2 separate regions of the Mus musculus genome follow, and region 1 is linked to region 2. A link is a contact called in public HiChIP or PLAC-seq data. All regions are on one chromosome and are shown on one strand. The core of a region is the stretch at or near the end of the contact, and the rest is flanking DNA. Distances in the headings are between cores, read along the strand shown.

Region 1 (4,456 bases), core at 831-3,330, 500 kb after region 2:
ACTGACCACCACAGCCTCTTGTATGTGCTTTCCTACTTAACTCAGCTTTCTCAACAGAAATCCAAGAAGTGGGTACAGTTTGTTGGTACTTTGTATTTTCAAGTTGGCTAAAGTTTTCATTTTTTAAAAAGATGAATATGAAACCACTCTTCTCTTTCTCCTTTCCCTCCCTCCTTCTCCCCCGTCCCCCCTTTCCATGTCTTACAACTTAGCCCAGGCTAAGTAGTACAAAAAAGGGTGTACAAAAAAGATCCTTCTGGCTCTTATCTCCCCAGTGTTGGGACTCTTGATTCCTTTTGTCAGGATTTCATAGACATTTATTGAGTGAGGGGGGGAGGGGTGGATATGAGGGTGGGGCTTCCTTTGTCTTGGTAAGTAAGGAACTCTCAGGGAAAGAGTCTGACTAACCTAGGCGGTCAGAGGTCCATCTTCTTGCTAAGAGGGTCCAACCTGCAGCCCTTCTGCAAGCCCAGGATATGCTTCACACCTATTTCACACGGAGAACCCCAGGGGCCTGCTGCTTCCTGGCACAAAGGAAGAGGCCATTTGAATAAGCTAAATGCAGAAGGGAAAGAACAAACGTCACAAAGATACATTGTATCCACAGGCAGCTGTGTGAAAGCAGTCATCTGTGAAGAAAAAAAACCCAGCAGATCCCAGGGGACATTTTTTTTTCTCGCCACACCCAAGCCCTCACCATACTCTTGTAACCTCTTTGATCATAGAGAAGCAACACAGGAGTTTGGGCTGCCCTAGAGACCTACTTCAGACACAAAGGAAATTTTGGGACCAGATCTCATGGGTAGCAAGACTGAGAGGCAGTCATAAGACAAAGGTTCCTTCCAGCTAAGAGTCTAGAATTTCTCTCTCTCTCTTTCTCTCTTTTTCATTTTTATTTCCTTATTTTGGGTGTGTTTAGGGAGGGAGGCACATCGCAGAAGAAACTCAGGGCATCAGGGTTTGAGGCAGGAACCTTTTACCTTCTCTTGGGCCCAAATACTAGTACTTTAAGAAAAAAAAAGATTTATTTGTTTATTTTCTATATATGTGTACAGTGTAGCTGTCTTCAGCCACATCAGAAGAGGGCATCAGATCCCATCACAGATGGTTATGAGCCACCATGTGGTTGCTGGGAATTGAACTCAGAATCTCTGGAAGAACAGTCGGTGCTCTTAACCACTGAGCTATCTCTACAGCCCGAATTTCAGCACTTTAAAAATAGTATTTCAAGCCGGGCAGTGGTGGCACTTGCCTTTAATCCCAGCACTTGGAAGGCAGAGGAAGGTGGATCTTTGGGGCCAGCCTGGTCTACAGAGTGAGTTCCAGAACAGTCAGGGCTACATAGAATAATCCTGTCTGGAAAAAGCAAAAAAAAAAAAAAAAAATTTAATTTTAGAAGCAATTATAAAATTCTTACATAATTTTCTCTTTCTGCTTCCTCTCTCCGAACCCTCCCCTACGGCTTTCATTGCTCCCCTCAAATCCATGGCCTTTCCTCCCCAAGAATTGTTACTATGTATATGTATGTGTAATTGCACATAAATTCCTAAATTGAGCCTGCACAGTCTGTATGTTACTCATATATATGTTTTCAGGGCTGGCCATTTGGTGTTGGATAATCAATCAGAGTCTTTCTTGTGGAAATAGCAATGCTCAGAGAACACAAGATGACCAACTGTCCATCCACGTTAAATTCTGACACAGGGCTAGGGAGGTGACTCAAAAGCACCTGCCACCAAGCCTGACAACTGCTCCTACCCCATGCTCGCATGGTAGAAGAATGTCTGAAGTTGTCTTCGGAGATGCTTTTAAAAAAAGAAAAAAGAAAGACCTTTGACCCAGCTGGCATTGGCTGGGGTCACAGTGGAAACATTATCTTAACCTGGGCTTATGTTGGGTGTGGTCACAATGCCTATAAGATGTGTCAGTGAGCTTCACAGACAGAGAGAGGATTGACCAACACTCTAAGCGATTCATGTGATACCAGGCTGATGAGAAAGAGACACTCTAGACACCTGAGGCTAAGATCTTGAAGGGACACTTCAGTGGTTACACAGAGCAAGGGAAGGTGACAGGGCCAGGGGTGACAGGGCCAGCAGGAGAGCAGAGTGGAGTGAGAACAAAGAGCTCTGACAGAAGCCCAGGTCTCACAGGAACTGAGCAAGGGCTGGGGCGAGGCTCCCTCAGCAGCTCCAGCTGCAGTTCTGCCCCACCCCCACCCCACCCCCACCCTGTCCCCAGGGAGTCTCAGAGCCTGCACCAGCTGCAGGGGCCCTCACCCTTGGCATTCCACAGTGTCCTGAGCAGCTTCACTTTCTCCCTCTCAGTCAGGGGCTGAGGGAAGTGTCTGCCTCACCTTCAACTCTGCTCCTCATCCTGAGAGAGAAAAGGCAGCTCCTGCAGGGTCCCTCTGGCTCTCCTGGAAACTAAGTGCACAGTTGTAAAGGAGCCGCCCTGTGAACTCTGGAGAGAGAAACACTATAGCAGCTAAGCACAGGGATCCATGAGAATCTCTGCTTCCTGCTCCACAGGATGGCCCTATGCTGGATGCAAGTGAAACTTCCCCAGGGAGGAGGTCAGAGCATCCTTGCAGGGATGCAAATGCTGGCCTGGCTCCTCCTCAGGGAAGGAGCATCACCCTGAGGGGCTCTGTGTGCCCACCTGGCAGCAGGTGTGGATTCCAAGCTCAGCCTGCACACCTGTGTCCAGGGGATGACAGAGACTCTGGTGCACCTTTTTGTCTGTCCCATGCTAACCTTGAACATTGGAGGTAAGGGGGCATTATACGGGACATGCAAAAGCCAATCCAGAGAGGTTTCCATGGCGGATCTTGTCCTTACAGATGACGACATCAGGTGGTGTCACAAGCCTGCTCTGTGTAGACCTGGAGTTAAGAGTGTATCCCACAAAACCCTGGGGCAGAACCCACGGCTCTGCTCCTTACATGGGTTGGAAAAAATAATGCTCTTAACTGCTGAACTGTCTCTCTAGCACTCTCTCGGGAGGGAGAGAGAGAGAGAGAGAGAGAGAGAGAGAGGCAAAAGCAGAAGGGAATAAAAGATCATCACTGGATGAATCACAGAAAATTCCCTAGCTATGAAGAACAAGCATTTCCCCTTCTCAATGACTTTTTAATTAATTTATATATGGTGTATGTGTGTATGGGTGTGTGTGGGGGGGTATGTGTGTGTGTGTGTTTGCATACACATGTGCATGCAGGCAAATGTGAACAATGCATGGGTAGAGGTCAAAGAATAACTGGGTAATTTTCAGGTCTTGGTTCTTGTTAGCTTACAGACAATTCATTAGGCTACTCCAAGGAACCTAGTAACAGCTACCCAAAATTATAGAGCTGCCAAGTGTATAAGAGGGACTGCTTGGCTACCCCAGCTTACTTGTTTTCTTGCTCTCTCTCTCTTGCTCTCTCTCTCTCTCTCTCTCTCTGCCCCTACGTGTCCCTGGCCGGCCTCTCATGCTCTCTTCCTTTCTTCCTCTCTTTCTTTCTGTCCTTCTCCCCTCTATTCTCTGCCTCTATCCCTTTCCAGGTCACTTCCCTTCCCTTATACTAGGCCTGTCGCATGGCCTGATTCCTCAGGGGACACCTTGGCATAGGCCAGCTAAAGTCCTCCCTCCCACCACATTATAAAACGTAGCAAACACTCTTGATAATGGAATTTGTTCCAAACCAAGGCACAGCATCACACACTTTGGGAGAACTGGAATCCTACGGAAGTCTTTTTAAAACACTCTGTTTCTAAGAGGCTAATAAGAGGATGCACACTTCTTAATAAAGGAGCATGCAAGAAAAGAAGGGAACACAGTGACCCAGGGAAGAAATCCAACATACAGAGGAGAGGATGAACTGAGGGTACCTGGCTAAGTCTGAGCAGAAGAGAAGGCTGCAGGAAAGAACACTTGAGGTCACCGGGACTAACAGAATTCCTGATGTGACCAGATGTACTAGGAAGAGCTGCTGACAACTGATGCAGAGGTTGAATTGCTAAATATATAGAGAGGACCCAAAAGAAAAAGAAAAAAGAAAGAAAACAAACAACAATATCACAACAAGAACAACAAAAGCACACTGTTACTATAACCAAAGGAAATACAAAGTTACGTAAGAAAGAAATCATGGAGCGATTGCATGACTCCAGCGTGAGCAATATTTACATAGGTTTGTATAAACTCTGACTGTGGACACAGCCAAAGTTACAACAGATCTGCATGGAGAGGGTGAAGAAAATATTGTCTACAGGTGCCCATCATCATGCTAACGTAACAAAGAAAAGATGATCAATCAGACTGAAGAGAGGCTCACTGGCTGCTCTTCCAGAGGACTCAGGGTAAGCTCCCAGCAGCCTTTTGATGTTACACAACCACCTTTAACTCCAGTTCCAGGGGAACTAACACGCTCTTCTGGCCTCTATAGGCACTGCATGTACATGACACATATACA
Region 2 (4,135 bases), core at 375-2,874:
CCACAGGCCAAAACCTGAAACTGTGCCAAGGTAAGTCTGTCCTCGCTTTCTGTGGTTCTTTATTCCCTTACCACTGAGCCGCTCAGTCTGTAATTATGGTACTGCAGTAGAAGACAGCCTCATTCCAACCCCAACACTTCGGGTGTAAAGGGTCGGGCTGCCTCCCATCTCCTACCTGTGCCTGCTGCAGGGGCACCATGACCCTCTCAATGCACATCTCCAGATCCCGGATGTAGTCTCTCTCCGTCTGCAAAAGCTCCGCCACCACCTTGGCTCTCTTCTCCAGCATCCTCTGCTCTGGGTTTTCAGTGGACACAGACCCAAAGGGGGCCGCCAGGGATGAAGACTGGGAAGAGAGGAGCGTCATGTCTGGAAGGGGAAGGAGGACGGTCAGCAGCTGTGTGAAAGGAGGGCTCTCCAGCACTTTGAACCAGGAAGCAGTGTTCTAGGTGGGCCGGGGCTTTCCCTACAGAGGACAGCCAGGAGATCAAGCGTCCACTGTAAACACTGTAAACACTCTGCAAACTCTCTCCACAGGGATATCCTCCCAAGTATGCAGGATCCTTTTCATCTTGTCCTCGAGAGAAGCTTGACCACCTAACAATGCGCGGCCTGCTAGCTGTCTGTAAAGTCGAAAGGAAGACCAGCCTTATCGAGAACTGATTTTATTTAATCAGATATAAAACCTGCTCTATAGGCTCTGCAGCAAAGCTACCAAGCTGGGGAGTGAGGACATTGATACAGCACGTTAGGAATATTAATCTGGGGCAGTGAGATGGCTCGACAGGTAAACCCACTTGCTGCTAAGCCTGAGGCCCGGAGTTTCTTCCTTGGGATCCACAGGGTAGAAGGGAGAGACCTGACTCCCTTATGTTGTCTTCAGAACTCTACATGCTTGCTACTGTGGCACATGCTTGCCACACACATGCACACACAAAGCACATAAATAAATGTGATAAAATGTTTTAAGCAATATGAGAAAATTATTACAGGCAGAACAACTTAATATTTAAAAAAAAAGAAATATTATGAGGAACACATAACAGTGCCAACTTGGGGGGAGGGAGATCTCTGGGAGCCTGAAGGACAGCCCGGTCTAGAGAGCAAGTTCCAGTCTACCCAGGGCTAGCCATAACGGGATGTTTCCTGAAGAAGAAAAACAATTCTTCTCATTAGCACTTACAGCTCCTGGTACTTGGATGCATAGGAGAAGGCGCATAAAGAAATGAGAAAACGTTTGGTCATTTAAGAAACTGAAATAAAAACAAACAGAAGATGGCTGTGGAGTGGTCTCCGCCGAGTTTCCTTCACATTCTAAGACTGATTTAAAAATTGACAAATTTGCTAAGTCAATACAGTATGCTGTCTGGGCACAATTCAAAGCCACAGAAACAGTACATGCGGCTGGCTTTTCAGCAGACTGGATTCTCCAAAAATCTTTTCTGCTGCCCCTAATCCTAAGAAGTTAGGAATGTCAGTGTTTACAAATGGGGGCGGGAGACATCTTGCATTGCCAAGCAAGGAGGTCCTGGCAGAGGCACAGGGGGAGGGGGAGAGGGAGATCTTAACAAAGACAAGGCAGCCAGGGAAGGGCAGCCTGCCCAACCAGGACAACTTCAGTATCAAAATTAAGTCAGCTCCAATGCATTATAATCCAGTGAATCAAACAGGAACTGGGAGCCCACACCCTTAGCACACATGACAGGGAAGAAGTCTCTCTCTGAGTGGAAGTCAAACTGCAAGATCCAGAAAAATGACAAGATTTTTTTTTTTTAAGAGCATCTTTTCAAGCAAATTACCAGTAGAGGATAGGTGTGGTATGCCTGCCTCTGACCCCAGCCAGAGAATTTCAGGCCAAAACTAACCAACCAACCAAACAAACAAACAAACATACCCAACTCATCAGTTGATGATGCTGGTAATAATGGTGGTATTGAGGTGATCAGGATATTTGCATAGTTTTACATTATTATACATTACATGTTCATTCCAAAAACAAAACAAACAACAACAAAACATGCCTACACAGCTGAGAAAGGATACCTTGACCCAGGAATCAAAATCAGGGTCACCAGTAAGGGGCAAATATGGCTTCCAAATAGGCCTGGAAACATCACACACCCCTTCTGCAGTATCCCAGTCACAAATGTTGGTTCTGAAATGAGTCTTGAGGAAACATCAAACTCAAATTGAGAATGTATATTCTTCAAAAGGTCACTGTCATGGGAAAAGGAATTCCGAGGACAGTGTTCAACTATGACTGGCCAGTCCCTGCTGTGTCGAAGAAGAAAAGTTCTAAACCCAGCGTTGGGCAGGGCTGGAGAGCGGCTGTAGATTAGATAAGTGACTAGATCAAGGTAAAATCTCCTGCAGGAGCGGCCCCTTTCTGGTCTCACAATAAATACCCACTCTTACTGCTGATAGTTTGCTTGTGCCAGGCCCTGAGTTTTACCCCTACCAGGCACATAATGCACGCAATAAACTCTTAGAAAAAACTAGAGAGAGAAAGGATGAAGATGTTAAACTTAACAGCGCACGGGGAAGCCAGGCAGTGAGGGCACACACCTTTAACTCCAGCACTCGCTCAGGAGGCAGATACAGGTGAATCTCTGAGTTGGAGGCCACTCTACAGAGTGAGTTCCAGGGCAATTAGAGCTACACAGAGAAACCCTGCCTGGGAAAACCAGCCGACCAACCATGAGTGCACAGGGAGTTCCTGGTACCACGACAATCTTTCTATAAATTGTATTATTCAATACATTTAAAAACAACAGCCAACAATAGCTAGTATCTTGCTTGAACTTTATGTCACGACGCGTGGCAACATTTCACACATCCTTCTCATCCACCACAGTCTAAGGTTTCGTTCAGAAATCAGCTGCACCGTACACACAGCCTGTTTATTGCTGTGCTGGGAACGGAGCCCAGGGACTGGCCCAGGATAGACAGGTGCTTTCTTACCGCCAGCCTTGCAAGAAAATCCTTTAAACTAAATTGCTTGTTTTAAATTCTCTTTGTGGCCAGACTTTGTGGTACTTGTCTAGGCTTTTGGTTTAGTTTTTTGTTTTTGGCTTGTTGTTGTTTGGTTTTTGGGTTTTTTTTGAGGTTTTTCTGTGTGGCCTTGGTTGTGCTGGAACTCGGATTTGCGTACCAGGCTGGCCTCGAACTCACAGAGATCCTTTTCAAAGGCATAGGCTGACAGCACCCAGATTCAAAGTGACAGGTTCTTCTTATTCCCAAGTAGCTTAGATCTTGTTAGTGGCAAACTGACAAGAGAAACTCACTAACACCAGACTCTAAAACTCCCAAGAGAACACTTACCAATTCCAACCACATGGGAGCTAACTTACAAAGTATATCCCCGAACTCACGTAATATGCCAAAGCTTTAGGGTTTGTGATAGTTAACATTCCTACTTCACAAATTAAAAACCTAAGACTGGGGAGACTGACTGGCTTGTCCAAGATTCTGCAGAAACACCAGCTCTAGGAATATCCTAAAAAGATTAAGTCCAAATGCTATGCCTTGAATCCAGGGCCACTTTAACTGCACCCTTGCCTGGGCTCACAGGTGGAGCAGGCAGGGTGGGGGCCTTTCTTCTTCAAGTCTTTAGCCCTCCCCCGGAAACTTTCTCTCCTGGGAATCAAAGATCTATTACTCATCGACCAAAAGCAGGCAGCCACACTAGGAGAGTCAGATTTTATTTATATTAAAAGTGAGAAAACTGTATCCTAGCCATTTTTTTCTTCCAACTTCTGTAATGGTAATGACACATTTGTCTCCAAACTTCCAAAATGCTTCCCCCCCCCCCCCCCAGACAGGCCCTTGGCTACTCAAGACAACAAAGAAAGAAACAAACAAACAAACAAACAAAACCAAGAAAATCCAAACCCCGTTATTTAATAATATAAAAGAATACTGTCTGCAAGCCTGCAGTTTCCTTGGTAACCCCCTGAGAATCTGACTCAGCAAAGCTGGATGGGACTCAGGAATCTGATTTTTAACAAATCCCCAGAGACCTTCCCGCTCCACTGATATCCACTCTCCCGACAAAAATGTCTGCACTGAAATCACTCCAAATGTAAAACTCCGATCCCTTTAACCCACATACCTGCTATGAAAAAGTTCGATATAC

Evidence for each region. HiChIP or PLAC-seq counts read pairs in DNA pulled down with a chosen protein or histone mark.
Region 1: a contact with region 2 is called in a FOXA1 HiChIP or PLAC-seq map of pancreatic cancer cells. The contact joins two enhancer-like sites. A contact is called at or near these places in 3 of 115 datasets of contacts at active chromatin or transcription factors (bone marrow-derived macrophages, embryonic stem cells and pancreatic cancer cells).

The regions. Positions count from the first base shown.
Region 1 is chr19:44,376,086-44,380,541 of GRCm38.p6, forward strand. No RefSeq gene overlaps it. Among named protein-coding and RNA genes, the nearest start is that of Scd1, 29 kb to the right of the region's middle. Within about 2 kb of position 2,081, at least 65 of the 459 cell types and tissues checked have an H3K27ac peak or open chromatin away from gene starts, as enhancers often do. A contact at or near this core is called in pancreatic cancer cells, where this site is marked.
Region 2 is chr19:43,874,652-43,878,786 of GRCm38.p6, forward strand. Dnmbp (dynamin binding protein) reads right to left here. Exons shown (of 16, transcript NM_028029.4): 5 at 176-369. Among named protein-coding and RNA genes, the nearest start is that of Gm24400, 19 kb to the left of the region's middle. Within about 2 kb of position 1,625, at least 42 of the 459 cell types and tissues checked have an H3K27ac peak or open chromatin away from gene starts, as enhancers often do. A contact at or near this core is called in pancreatic cancer cells, where this site is marked.